Linked DNA regions of Danio rerio: region 2 is linked to region 1. The links are chromatin contacts, called in public Hi-C maps. All regions are on one chromosome and are shown on one strand. The core of a region is the stretch at or near the end of the contact, and the rest is flanking DNA. Distances in the headings are between cores, read along the strand shown.

Evidence for each region. A called contact is a pair of places that touch in the nucleus more often than the background predicts.
Region 2: a contact with region 1 is called in a Hi-C map of hematopoietic stem cells, with 3 times the contacts expected there. The contact joins the promoter of stx16 here to the promoter of rab22a in region 1. A contact is called at or near these places in 4 of 18 Hi-C or Micro-C datasets (caudal fin, embryo, hematopoietic stem cells and 1 more) and 2 of 4 datasets of contacts at active chromatin or transcription factors (caudal fin and embryo).

Annotation. Positions count from the first base shown.
Region 1 is chr6:52,183,659-52,187,512 of GRCz12tu, reverse strand. rab22a (RAB22A, member RAS oncogene family) reads right to left here and starts at 1,582. Exons shown (of 7, transcript NM_205719.2): 1 at 1,305-1,582. The coding sequence starts at 1,340.
Region 2 is chr6:52,355,486-52,359,514 of GRCz12tu, reverse strand. stx16 (syntaxin 16) reads right to left here and starts at 1,859. Exons shown (of 9, transcript XM_073954627.1): 1 at 1,396-1,859.

The sequences.
Region 1 (3,854 bases), core at 333-2,832:
GTTGAAAAAAAAACATAAATAACGGCTGTTAAACTAAAGAAGTACCGTGAAATAACTGATTCTGTAAATTAAAATTTCTGGTAAATTTCTGTAATTCAACCGCTGCTATTTTACAGTACATTTCTGTAATTTAACGGCCGTTATTTATGCTTTTTCTGGCACCCCAGCTGCCGAAAATAAACCGTAAACGTATTGATTTTTTTACAGTATATATATATATGAGCAATATCGGCACTGGTGGGAAGCGTGCATTGGCACAAGGCCGCAGGGCCAGTGCCTTAGTGCCCCCACCAGTGCCGATATACAGCCATATCGCACTGCTACGAGTGTGATATTGCGTTTATACAACAGTTTGACGGCATAATTGTGTATAAAAGCAAAATCAAACATGGAGAGTCTCAAAAACCCTTTTGTATGAGGAACTACTTTCTTCCGGATTCAAATCATAAGCTGACAGTTTAACAGTTGAGCATGCATCTTTAAAAACTTTAGATCTATGTATATAATTGCACAACCATTAATATGAATTGGTTTTATTATACATTTATATTGTTTCACAGTTACATGACCCATGACATGTCAATGTTTTAGTGCATTTGAACAAAATTAATTTATTAAAAAGAGATATTTATTAAAATAATATTTTAGTCAACAAACTTATTTAGAAATCGAAATACCAAACAATTAAATAAAATTACAACCTACAAAATTTAAACTTAATTTTTAACTTTTTTCTCTAGATTATTCCTATTTTAAATGTGTATTTATGTTAGATTAGCTCCAGATTTGGCTTTAGTACTTACTAATCTAATGTATATGCACAAATGTAATATTGTAGCGTCCTATTAAAAATAGGAATTTAAAAGACAGATTTGTGAGGGATGTACTAATACATGCTGCACTGTGTAGGTCAAATATAGGTGAACGATTTTGTCAAATGGAATTATAATTAACCTGACATAAAGAATTAAAGCCTGACAAAACTACTATCAATCGATGAGGTAACGTTAAGCCCAGTTATCCCCTGATTAAAAAGTAACAGTTAACTTCTCTGACTTTTCTAAACATTGACTGTACACTTCTTCTGAATGGATGGTTTAATACGTCATCAGCCCACAAATATTACTGTAATGTTTTGGAAATCAACCAAAGCTTTCACAACAGAATAAAAACGCTGTCACGGTTTATTGGAAGTTAAAGCCAGCAATAACGCTGTGTTAGTCGAGCAACGGAGCAATAAAAACATTAAATATGCAATCCACCATAGCAACGTCAAGTCATAAAAAGTGGGAAAGAAATCTTACCCCAAGAAGGCATACTTTCAGCTCTCTTAGCGACATGTTGACCTCCAAACTAATGAAAACTTTCCAATCATTCCAAATAGTTTCATAAAGCTGCTCAGCAACTATTTCTATTTGACGTAAGCTAAAAACAACAACACACACAGTCTCTGTTCACACAACTAGTGTCGGATATCCACTGCTTTTGTAATATATACGAAGCCGATGAGGAATGTTGACATAACTGGTACAGTTTAAAGTAATACGAGGATTCAGATGTTATGTTAATGATCGATTAGTTGCGATATTAGCAGCTCTCTGGTCGCCATCTTGAACTCCGGTTAACGAGTCTAGTTATGGGAAGTCGTGCCCACGAATCGGTTCTTACGAACAGTTAGATTCACTGAACTGTTCAAAAGCAGTTTCCACTAATAAATTATTGCGTCATCACTTGGTAAAAAAAAATCTAAGATTCCTGAAATATTATGCAGAAAATTCTCGTTTTTAGTTGCCTTTCCTTATGGTTATTTGTTGAAATGTTATTGTAATTTAATTCGTTTAATTTAGTATTTATAGTATTATTATTTTATTATTATTAATGCTATAATTCTATTATTTTTCCTTTTCTGTCTAATAGTATTATTTGTATGTGATTTTTAGATATTTTTTCTTAAGACTATGTATATTATTGACCTTTTTAAAGATCAGTCTGTGATCCCTTGAACTTTGTTATGATGTTCTTGTATTTTCAGTGCAATTAATTAATTAATTAATTAATTAATTAATTAATTAATTAAATTTAAATTTAAATTTAAATTTAAATTTAAATTTAAATTTAAATTTAAATTTAAATTTAAATTTAAATTTATTTATTTATTTATTTATTTGGTTGTTTATTTATTGCTTGCACTGAAAATACAAGAACATCATAACAAAGTTCAAGGGATCACAGACTGATCTTTAAAAAGGTCAATAATATACATAGTCTTAAGAAAAAATATCTAAAAATCACATACAAATAATACTATTAGACAGAAAGATAAGAGAAGTTTTATTTAAAACTATTCATCGTTCATGCCGAGAATACTTTCATAAGATATAAAAAAAGATAATGATACTAATTGTTCATTTTGCAAGCAACACTCTGAGTTCGTAGTTCACTTACTTTGGCAATGCAGTTATTCTAACTTGCTTTGGAAAGTTTCTTCTCTTTTTGTAATTGAGAATTTGTTTGATTTTGTTAATTATAAACCAGAAACTTTACATAAAAAGAAAATATATTTTCTTAATCTTCTTACCTTATTAACAACAATTTATATACATAAATTAATAAATTAAATAAATTTTTAAACCAAAATTTTCTATATATATATATATATATATATATATATATATATATATATATATATATATATATATATATATATATATATATATATATATATATATATATTACTTACTGAAATGCAGGATTACTTTAAAAACAATTTCTAACTCTTTTACAAACAAATCTAAATTTACAAAATTGAATTAGTGCATGGTCTGATGATAAAATTAGGTTTCATGAATCAAAACAATTGACCTGTGGAATTTATTTATTTATTTTTTATTAATCCCCTGGGGGCAATTCATTTCGACATGGTGGTGCTTCACATACAGTATAACAAAAATGACACACTTAACATAATAAACATTAATACTTAACAACAAGTACACAAATTGATTAACTACATTTAACCTTATACATATAACCTAATTGCTTCAAGCGCAAAAGTAAACTTATAACGATTTGTGGAACATCTTATTGTCCTTAGACGTCGACCAAGGGGCATAGACTCTGTCTCCTAGTATTTTATGTGCCACCCTCAACACCTGCTGTTCGTAATAGTATGCAAGATTTTGCAGGGGAACTCCCAAAATCTTTGAACACATGATGCCTTGAAGACGACTCTAGTTTTTTATAGATAGTGAAGAAAACCAGCAAATAAAGGGAAAGGACAAGATACTTTCAATAAATGAATTGTAAAATGTCTTAAGAATAACATTCTCTACATTAAAAGAGTTAATGTAGCAAAGAGTTTCAGCAATAAAAACAGTCTTTGATGAGCCTTATTAACAATTGTATGTGTATTTAGATCAAATTTCAACCTGTTGTCCATAATTGTTCCTATACCTATATTCCTCCACAACCTCTACCTGTGTGTCATTGATTAGCACCCTTTGGAGAGTTGAACGTTATTTACAACCTTTTCAACTTCACAGCCTTGCCAAGGGATCCTGCATGTTCACAATAATCATATATGTATGCAATACACATGGACTCAAACTCACACATGAACTGATGCTGTTTGTTAACTTTCCACAGTCACACAAAGTGCATCATTCAGTATAAACATATGCTGCCAATTCCTTTTTGAATGTGAATTCAGCTGCTTGCACAAACCGATCTTGTCAGTTAATATAACTTCAATGAATAAAGTATGAGCAGTAGTGGAAAGAGTACTGAAAAATCATAGTAAAAGTACCATTACTTGCCCAAAAATGTAGCACAAGTAAAGTAAAAGTATCTGTTGT
Region 2 (4,029 bases), core at 610-3,109, 170 kb before region 1:
ATCTTAAAGGGCTCTACAGACTATTAAAATAAATGGTTTATTGTTGCACAAACGTGCAAGCGTTTTATTGACTTTTTCACATGCAACGTTGTCTATTGTAGATAAACCATAAATGACGATACTACCGTTTACAAACTACAGTGGCACAGACAGTATTTTGGAGACATAGTATAGCGATAATACCATAGTAAACCGTGCAACTCAATAAATAACTCTTACACGTTTGAAACAAGTAAAGGGTAAGTAATGAGTACTTTTTCATTTTTGGGTGAACTATGCCTTTAAAGCCTCTGACTGTGTAAACTTTTTAACATTTCAGAGTTTAAAACATCCAGCCACAAGAAAAGTTAGTGTTTGTAAATTTATTAACGATTACATTATATAGAATAAAGACTATGCAATGTTGACTGTTCAATTATCTGTACCTGAATACTGTTAAGACTCTCCAGAAAACTAGAATTCACTTATATATTTGCTGTATTTTGATTACCTAAGCTTGTAAGTTATTTGTTACACATTATTCGAGATCCAATCACCCCAATTAAACTAAAATGAGGAATTCTTTCCAAATAAAACTGTATTCACGTAACAAAATACAAAATATCGCAATGTTAGATTTTCCCAATATCGTGCTACTGTGATTGAAAGCATGTGAAAAGTTCATGTGTATGCTTTAGATCACAAAGAAAAACTATTTTAACTCACGATGACTCACTGCTGTTGAAAAGTTAAGGAACTTATGAAAATGTATTTATTCTTGCGTTGAGCAAGGATGGATTAAACTAAAGCAATTCTAACCATGGAATAAATCAATTTTTCAAAATGCTATCAACATTAAACAGTAGCTTAAACTGAATTTGAGTACACCATTCAGTTCTGTATTTTCTAACAATGGTCATTAATGATTAATATTTTAATTCAATTTTAAAAAGTAAACATACATCATCATACAATAATATGTACTAGATAAATCAGTTAAAGAGCGTCTCCACATTCTTATTTAGCTCCAGACAAACATACATGCGCCTTCATACACGAACATATAAGCTGTATACTTAAGGAGTGGGCGTCATATTTTAAAAGACGAACCAATGATCTAAACTAGCACGACCATCACCTTTTAGTCAAGTCAAAGGCATTCTCGTGTGCTGAGGTAAATCAAAATGCGTTGGTTTGACGGTCAGCTAGCAGGTTCACACACACCTTCCAGCTCCTCTCACAGCAAACAAAACAAGTTGAGGTTTGTTGGACAACTGACAGCGCCGGTTGACATCAACAAACATCACTAGCTAGGGTTGTTTTCTAAGAACAACTAGCTAGAGTTGTTTTCTCTGAATCACACGTACAACCACACACGCCAAAACAATCAATTCAGACAATGAACGTTAGACTCACCGCAGCATTGCTACGTGTATTCAGAGTACGACGGGGGTCGTATGTACTCACTTGCTCAGCCAAAATCTGCCGGTTTTGGATTGCATTGTTCCGCATTAATAAGAAGGCATCGGTCAGTCGCCGAGTTGCCATGGCTATGCAATAAAAGGGGAGCGAAAAGTGAAATAACTGCGGGCTGCCTCGATGGCTGTCTCTAGATTAGTTACTCAGCTCGTCGCCAAGGCAGCTGCGGCTACTGAACTAGCGGGCTAGCCTGCAAACCGAGCAGCAGGCTCGCCCACTGACCCAGCGCCTCCGAGCTCGAGAGAGTTCGGCTCTTTTTTAGACCAACGCAGTCCCGAGTCTGTATCCCGTGAAGTACCAAAACATTACAAGGCCGAAACCCCGAGTTTTCCGCTCGGTTTGGGGAGCAAATGGATCATGTCTGTGACTTCCGTGACGTGGAATACGTAACGTGACCTCACGCCGAAACTTCCGCTTTGGACAATGAATATGCAAAAATCGAATTCAGTATTAAAATACTTAACCTTTTCATATTTGCAGCTTAATGAACCTTTTAGTTTTATTAGACGACAGCAGTTTTGTAATATTTAAGAATTAATTACATTCGAATTTTATTTTATTATTTAAAAAAGCAACAACATGCAAAAAAAAAGCCATCAGCCTTTAATTTTGTCATAGGATAATGTATTAGATTAGATAGTATGTTAGATTAACAACACAGACTGATTTTATAGCACCAGGTTAAACTTTCTGACTCCTTTATGGTAATCAAATACATTAAAAATAAATACAGGCCACAACTGAACATTGAGGATGATCTTCAACATTAAACCATTAGACTTGTGCTGGTGTCAACCAGGCTCATTGAGGTGAGATTAATGTTAAATTAAACAAATGAATCAATGATTATTAAATTATAGCCTATGATTGTTAAGACTGTTGCACTTTTTATGTTGGCAATATGCTCATGTTACTATAGGCCTGTTTTTGTGTGTGCAACATTTGTATATTTATAACCACCTCTGAGAAATATTGGGGTCGCGAGTCACAGGCATTGTTATTTTGGGGCTCGGGGGCTGAAAAGTTTGGTAACACCAATTAAAACATCCTTAGCATGTAGTAAAAATTTAATTCACAAGTGTTTTTTAAAAAAAAGACTTAAAAAGTCATACATTTGACATAGTGACTGACACCTGCAGAAACCATGGTTGTGATGTTCCATTCCACTGGATTTTTATAAATATCTGTTTTAAAATACATGACTCTCTTCTTTTTTGTACTATTATGGTTACATCAAAATGAGTAGACTAAAAAGTAATAATTATTAAGCCAAAAAATGTAAAACCCAATTATGTATACACTATTTTTTATAAAAGAACATGTGCAAATAAAAATACAAATTTATGTCTTCGCAGACTTTTCGTCTTTGCATGAACTTTGAAATTTACAAAACAGTAAGTGCATTTCTCAAAACAGCACATACAAATGGCAAAACAGCATGGATTACCCGCAAAAGCCAGTCTCTTGCTTAAAATCTTTAGTTCATCTCTCAATATGTCAGTGCCGTCAGAATGACAAGTCCTTGTGTACAGATAAGACAAATGACTTACTCGTGTTGTCAATATAACTGTACTCTGTAGGGATGTTCTGATATGGCTAATTTAGTTAATTTTATTGCGATTTGTACTGTGATTTGTTGCCAAATCATGTCATTGTGATACAGAAAGGAAAAGACAGCACTGCATAGAACAAAGAAAAAAAATTAAAGTAGAAATGTGAACATAGGACACAATCTCTTTTCAGATGCACCTCACCTTTATTAGAAAAAGTCCAGATTGACCTGGGAGTAATTTACCAATTTTAGATTTAGAAAAAAAGTCTAATGGAAATGTATAGAAAAATGCATTATGATTAAATATTATGACAACTTGTTCAACTTCTTCATATATATAACTTGCCATTAACTTTTTTCTCACCACCCCACTGGTCATTTTCACAAGACAAAATTCTGTTGTTGGAAACTGTATTTTATATACTTAAATTTGACTTTTGCATGCTAAAAGAACCTGAGTAAGAGACATTTTACTTGATATAGGTAGCCTAAACCTGCTGTAGTCAACCTAAAACCTACAGTAGTTTGACATCAAACCAAAACCAAACCCATTATTGTCTTAGGACATTTTTATTAGGCAGATTCTTGAATAACTGTAAGTTCATGACATGTTAAATATATAGTATATTCTGCTGGTTTTAAACATATACAGAATAATAATACATACAGTCATGTAACAACCATAACATTACCATTATGTCTTACAGGGGCGGACTGGGACTAAAAATCAGCCCTGGCACTGTAGCCACACCAGCCCACATTACCACACTGACACAGCCCCATCCACGGACACGCACATTCACTACTTACAAAGATGTGTACAGGTGTACAGATGGTCAAATAATATAAGCAGTACCATAGATATTTAAACATTTAATGTATGTGACTGGAACAAAAATAACACATTTATAACAAATTTATATATGTTCATTTCATTCATTCATTTTCTTTTCGGCTTAGTCCCTTTATTAATCTGGGATCACCACAGCAGGATGAACCGCCAACTTATCCAGCATATG